2 separate regions of the Pan troglodytes genome follow, and region 2 is linked to region 1. Evidence: chromatin contacts called from public Hi-C data. All regions are on one chromosome and are shown on one strand. Each heading gives the region's core, a stretch centred on a gene start, on an enhancer-like site or on the middle of the called end of the contact. The rest is flanking DNA. Distances are from core to core; before and after follow the strand shown.

What was found. Hi-C and Micro-C count contacts between places; a contact is called where the count stands out from the background.
Region 2: a Hi-C map of stem cell-derived neural progenitor cells shows a contact between it and region 1, with 9 times the contacts expected there. The contact joins the promoter of LINC03040 here to the promoter of VEGFA in region 1. A contact is called at or near these places in 1 of 7 Hi-C or Micro-C datasets (stem cell-derived neural progenitor cells) and 1 of 1 datasets of contacts at active chromatin or transcription factors (stem cell-derived excitatory neurons).

The regions. Positions count from the first base shown.
Region 1 is chr5:49,660,495-49,663,690 of NHGRI_mPanTro3-v2.0_pri, forward strand. It overlaps VEGFA (vascular endothelial growth factor A), which reads left to right and starts at 1,609. Exons shown (of 5, transcript XM_063813048.1): 1 at 1,609-2,732. The coding sequence starts at 2,667.
Region 2 is chr5:49,895,314-49,898,509 of NHGRI_mPanTro3-v2.0_pri, forward strand. LINC03040 (long intergenic non-protein coding RNA 3040) reads left to right here and starts at 1,738. Exons shown (of 4, transcript XM_003950854.6): 1 at 1,738-1,879; 2 at 2,196-2,322. The coding sequence starts at 1,799. LOC104006851 (a long non-coding RNA gene) reads right to left here and starts at 2,299. Exons shown (of 4, transcript XR_010158021.1): 1 at 2,222-2,299; 2 at 1,770-1,894; 3 at 398-687.

The DNA.
Region 1 (3,196 bases), core at 359-2,858:
GAAATTGCTGCATTCCCATTCTCAGTCCATGCCTCCACAGAGGCTATGCCAGCTGTAGGCCAGACCCTGGCAAGATCTGGGTGGATAATCAGACTGACTGGTCCCACTCTTCCCACAGGCCTCAGAGCCCCAACTTTGTTCCCTGGGGCAGCCTGGAAATAGCCAGGTCAGAAACCAGCCAGGAATTTTTCCAAGCTGCGTCCTATATGCAAGAATGGGATGGGGGCCTTTGGGAGCACTTAGGGAAGATGTGGAGAGTTGGAGGAAAAGGGGGCTTGGAGGTAAGGGAGGGGACTGGGGGAAGGATAGGGGAGAAGCTGTGAGCCTGGAGAAGTAGCCAAGGGATCCTGAGGGAATGGGGGAGCTGAGAAGAAACCCCCATTTCTGTTCAGAAGATGAGCTATGAGTCTGGGCTTGGGCTGATAGAAGCCTTGGCCCCTGGCCTGGTGGGAGCTCTGGGCAGCTGGCCTACAGACGTTCCTTAGTGCTGGCGGGTAGGTTTGAATCATCACGCAGGCCCTGGCCTCCACCCGCCCCCACCAGCCCCCTGGCCTCAGTTCCCTGGCAACATCTGGGGTTGGGGGGGCAGCAGGAACAAGGGCCTCTGTCTGCCCAGCTGCCTCCCCCTTTGGGTTTTGCCAGACTCCACAGTGCATACGTGGGCTCCAACAGGTCCTCTTCCCTCCCAGTCACTGACTAACCCCGGAACCACACAGCTTCCCGTTCTCAGCTCCACAAACTTGGTGCCAAATTCTTCTCCCCTGGGAAGCATCCCTGGACACTTCCCAAAGGACCCCAGTCACTCCAGCCTGTTGGCTGCCGCTCACTTTGATGTCTGCAGGCCAGATGAGGGCTCCAGATGGCACATTGTCAGAGGGACACACTGTGGCCCCTGTGCCCAGCCCTGGGCTCTCTGTACATGAAGCAACTCCAGTCCCAAATATGTAGCTGTTTGGGAGGTCAGAAATAGGGGGTCCAGGAGCAAACTCCCCCCACCCCCTTTCCAAAGCCCATTCCCTCTTTAGCCAGAGCCGGGGTGTGCAGACGGCAGTCACTAGGGGGCGCTCGGCCACCACAGGGAAGCTGGGTGAATGGAGCGAGCAGCGTCTTCGAGAGTGAGGACGTGTGTGTCTGTGTGGGTGAGTGAGTGTGTGCGTGTGGGGTTGAGGGCGTTGGAGCGGGGAGAAGGCCAGGGGTCACTCCGGGATTCCAATAGATCTGTGTGTCCCTCTCCCCACCCGTCCCTGTCCGGCTCTCCGCCTTCCCCTGCCCCCTTCAATATTCCTAGCAAAGAGGGAACGGCTCTCAGGCCCTGTCCGCACGTAACCTCACTTTCCTGCTCCCTCCTCGCCAATGCCCCGCGGGCGCGTGTCTCTGGACAGAGTTTCCGGGGGCGGATGGGTAATTTTCAGGCTGTGAACCTTGGTGGGGGTCGAGCTTCCCCTTCATTGCGGCGGGCTGCGGGCCAGGCTTCACTGGGCGTCCGCAGAGCCCGGGCCCGAGCCGCGTGTGGAGGGGCTGAGGCTCGCCTGTCCCCGCCCCCCGGGGCGGGCCGGGGGCGGGGTCCCGGCGGGGCGGAGCCATGCGCCCCCCCCTTTTTTTTAAAAGTCGGCTGGTAGCGGGGAGGATCGCGGAGGCTTGGGGCAGCCGGGTAGCTCGGAGGTCGTGGCGCTGGGGGCTAGCACCAGCGCTCTGTCGGGAGGCGCAGCGGTTAGGTGGACTGGTCAGCGGACTCACCGGCCAGGGCGCTCGGTGCTGGAATTTGATATTCATTGATCCGGGTTTTATCCCTCTTCTTTTTTCTTAAACATTTTTTTTTAAAACTGTATTGTTTCTCGTTTTAATTTATTTTTGCTTGCCATTCCCCACTTGAATCGGGCCGACGGCTTGGGGAGATTGCTCTACTTCCCCAAATCACTGTGGATTTTGGAAACCAGCAGAAAGAGGAAAGAGGTAGCAAGAGCTCCAGAGAGAAGTCGAGGAAGAGAGAGACGGGGCCAGAGAGAGCGCGCGGGCGTGCGAGCAGCGAGAGGGACAGGGGCAAAGTGAGTGACCTGCTTTTGGGGGTGACCGCCGGAGCGCGGCGTGAGCCCTCCCCCTTGGGATCCCGCAGCTGACCAGTCGCGCTGACGGACAGACAGACAGACACCGCCCCCAGCCCCAGCGCCCACCTCCTCCCCGGCCGGCGGCGGACAGTGGACGCGGCGGCGAGCCGCGGGCAGGGGCCGGAGCCCGCGCCCGGAGGCGGGGTGGAGGGGGTCGGGGCTCGCGGCGTCGCACTGAAACTTTTCGTCCAACTTCTGGGCTGTTCTCGCTTCGGAGGAGCCGTGGTCCGCGCGGGGGAAGCCGAGCCGAGCGGAGCCGCGAGAAGTGCTAGCTCGGGCCGGGAGGAGCCGCAGCCGGAGGAGGGGGAGGAGGAAGAAGAGAAGGAAGAGGAGAGGGGGCCGCAGTGGCGACTCGGCGCTCGGAAGCCGGGCTCATGGACGGGTGAGGCGGCGGTGTGCGCAGACAGTGCTCCAGCCGCGCGCGCTCCCCAGGCCCTGGCCCGGGCCTCGGGCCGGGGAGGAAGAGTAGCTCGCCGAGGCGCCGAGGAGAGCGGGCCGCCCCACAGCCCAAGCCGGAGAGGGAGCGCGAGCCGCGCCGGCCCCGGTCGGGCCTCCGAAACCATGAACTTTCTGCTGTCTTGGGTGCATTGGAGCCTTGCCTTGCTGCTCTACCTCCACCATGCCAAGGTAAGCGGTCGTGCCCGGCTGGCGCCGCGGGCCGCTGCGAGCGCCTCTCCCGGCTGGGGACGTGCGTGCGAGCGCGCGCGTGGGGGCTCCGTGCCCCACGCGGGTCCATGGGCACCAGGCGTGCGGCGTCCCCCTCTGTCGTCTTAGGTGCAGGGGGAGGGGGCGCGCGCTAGGTGGGAGGGTACCCGGAGAGAGGCTCACCGCCCACGCGGGCCCTGCCCACCCACCGGAGTCACCGCACGTACGATCTGGGCCGACCAGCCGAGGGCGGGAGCCGGAGGAGGAGGCCGAGGGGGCTGGGCTTGCGTTGCCGCTGCCGGCTGAAGTTTGCTCCCGGCCGCTGGTCCCGGACGAACTGGAAGTCTGAGCAGCGGGGGCGGGAGCCAGAGACCAGCGGGCAGGGGGTGCTCGGACCTTGGACCGCGGGAGGGCAGAGAGCGTGGAGGGGGCAGGGCGCAGGAGGG
Region 2 (3,196 bases), core at 488-2,987, 230 kb after region 1:
GGGGCCAGATAAGAGAATAAAAGCAGGCTGCCCCAGCCCGCAGTGGCAACCCGCTGGGGTCCCTTTCCACATTGTGGAAGCTTTGTTCTTTTGCTCTTTGCAATAAATCTTGCTACTGCTCACTCTTTAGGTCCATGCTGCCTTTATGAGCTGTAACACTCACCGCGAAGGTCTGCAGCTTCACTCCTGAAGCCAGCGAGACTACGAGCCCACCGGGAGGAACAAACAACTCCAGACGTGCCACCTTAAGAACTGTAACACTCACCGCGAAGGTCTGCAGCTTCACTCCTAAGCCAGCGAGACCACGAACCCACCAGAAGGAAGAAACTCTGAACACATCTGAACATCAGAAGGAACAAACTCTGGACACGCTGTCTTTAAGAACTGTAACACTCACCGCGAGGGTCCGCGGCTTCATTCTTGAAGTCAGTGAGACCAAGAACCCACCAATTCCGGACACAGGAGGATCGCTTGAGCCCAGGAATTCAAGACCAGCCTGGGCAACACAGCAACACTCCATCTCTACAGAAGTTGTAAAATTAGCTGGGCGTGATGGGGCGCATCTGTAGTCCTAGCTACTTATCCTAGCCTTGGCGAGAGGATCACTTAGCCCAGGAGGTTAAGGCTGCAGTGAGCCATGATTGCACCACTGCACTCCAGCCCGGGTAACAAAGTCAGACCGTGTCTCTAAAAATAAATAAATAAATAAAAATAAAATAAATTTGACAACCAAGTTTAAATGGTGTTCTCATTATTCCCATTTTACAGATGCAGTCACTGGGGCCCCCAAGAAGTTAAGTGATCTGCCTAAGATCACATGCCTTTGTTTATATGTGTTGGAATTTTTCAATTCTCTCCGGAAATCCACATCCTCCACCCCCAACCCAGACTCCAACACAACTGCTTCCACCACGGCCCACCTGCGTAGCCCACACATATCCCTGAAGTGCAGACTTCCTCCCATCCTTCCCCAGGAAGATTCCCTGGTCTGTGGGGTAGCGAGTGTTGGGGTGGTCTCTCCTTCCCTCCCATGCTTCTAGATTCCTCTGTAGGGTCCCGGTTTTGTTTTTGGTGTGGCAGCAAGCTCACTGCCTTTTTGAGTACTGTATGTCAGTGAGTTTGCACGCACACACCTGGAGGAGGGATGTGTGGGCATGAGGGGTATCTGGGCAAGTGGGCTTACTTGCCCACCTGGGGCACATGTGGGTACAGTGCAGTGGAGCATACATTGCCTAGATTGTAACCGTGTGTGTGCCTAGACACAGGCAAATGAGCCCATGTGGGTGTTCATGAAGGGCCTGCCCCCTGCATGTCTGGGGGTCTGTAGAATGAGTCCCCATTTCTCTCCCCTTCCCAAATAACTGCCACCATCTTCAGTTCAGACTCCTGGGCCCCAGGTAAGGGGCTGGTGAAAACCGCCTCTGACTGGGGACAGAGACACCTGAGTCTTAAGCCCCACCCAGGCTGCTAGTGCCCTTGAGCAGGCATCACCCCACCCAGGCAGCGGGAGTGTCCTCACCCAATGGGATAGGGTGACATGGGGGAGGAGGTTTGAAGCGGGGAGAAGGCAGCGAGGCTTTCAGCTCCCTAGATGGGAGGCTCATTACCCTAGCACTCAGTAGGTTGTAGGGAAGGGGGACTGAGCCAGGACTTGGCACTGACTACAAAGGGTAGGGGCAGCCCCCAGCACTCCCGCCGCGGCAGGCCAGGGGAGGGGCTGTGACGTTTGGTGGCCTCATGCAGCTGAGAGGAAGTAGCTAATTGCCAACCTGATGACTGGCGGCTGAGGAGTGGGGTGATGATGCCACTGGCAGAAGCAGGCGCCCTGGCCCAAGGAGGAGGCCCTTCAGCAACGGAGTGGGCCTGCATTCTGCGGAGGGTGAGACTGAGGTGGCTGCAGTCAAAGGAGAAGGGGGCAGGGGTTTGTTGAGGCTGTGACCGTGGGAAAGCGCTTCTCCAGGGCTTCCCTCAGCTTCAAGGAGAAAGAGTTCAGAGGCCCTGAGGGGATGAAGGGACTTGTGAAGGGGCTTCAGGGGGATGGGTTGGGGGGAAGGAGGTTCCTATTCTTACTCCCCTTCTGCCTATGCTCCCCCAATGTTCCTGTCTCTCCCCTCCCCCACCTTGGCCCCCTCTTTGGCCCCTGTGGCCAAAGTTGTTGAGGAAGGAGGGAGTAGATGGAGGGCTCTTTTCACCAGAAGACCCCCAGGCACAAGCAGCCCACCTTACCGATGGTCAGAGCATCCAGAAGAAGTGGCGAGACTTCAGCTGTCCTCAAAGCAGGAAGACAGAGTATTTCTGGCAGAAAGAACAGCACAAGCAAAGGTTAGGCAGTGGGGTCTGGAGAGGCTGGTGGAGGACTGGGGCTTGGCTTCAATGGTTATGAGAGGAGGTGGGCAGGATGTTCTGTACCAAGGGCCACACTGTCCCTTCCTGGAAGAAACAGTGGGTACCCAGCACCCAGAGCTTCTCCCACATGCTGGCCACCGCCTCTGGCCCCAGTAGACCTGGCCCTCAACTGCCTCAGCAAGCCTCACAGGTTGGGGACCCCACCCTCATTATTCTCAAGTGCATCAACCCCGAAGGACTGAAGCCCCGAGTCCCAATAAACAGGTCCCATCCATCCGTAGGCCAGTCCGCTGGGCCCCTAGCACCCTCTATGGGCAGGAAGCAACACTAATGGAGGAGGAGCCTCCAGCAGCCTGGGGTGGGGTGGGGGTGGGAGAGTGAGACGTGAGGGAGGAGACAGACTTGCCCTCTAGGAAGCGGACAGACCATGCCTCAGGAAACCCCAGTGTCACAGGTCACAGACACTGACCTTGAAGCGTTACTCTCATGGGTGAAATTTAGCCCTGTCCTCAGGAAGCTCCCAGTCTGACGGGGGACACATATAGTGCTCTCAGAGCTGCCTTCTTTAGGGTGAAACTCAGTATCTGGGCTTCAGGAAACTCCCAGTGTAAGGGGAGAGACACGACCCTGCCCTTAGGGATCTCTCAAATGAGGGATACCCACTGGACTTTCGGGAACCATCAATCTGTTTCCAGACATGGATTAGACATTTCAATGCCTCAAGGGCTGCCAGGAAAAAAAATACAAGACGTCCAATTAAATTGAATATCAGATAAACAACGAATAATATTTTAGCATAAGTCTGTCCCATACAATATTTGGGACAGACTTACACTATTTAAAGTATCCA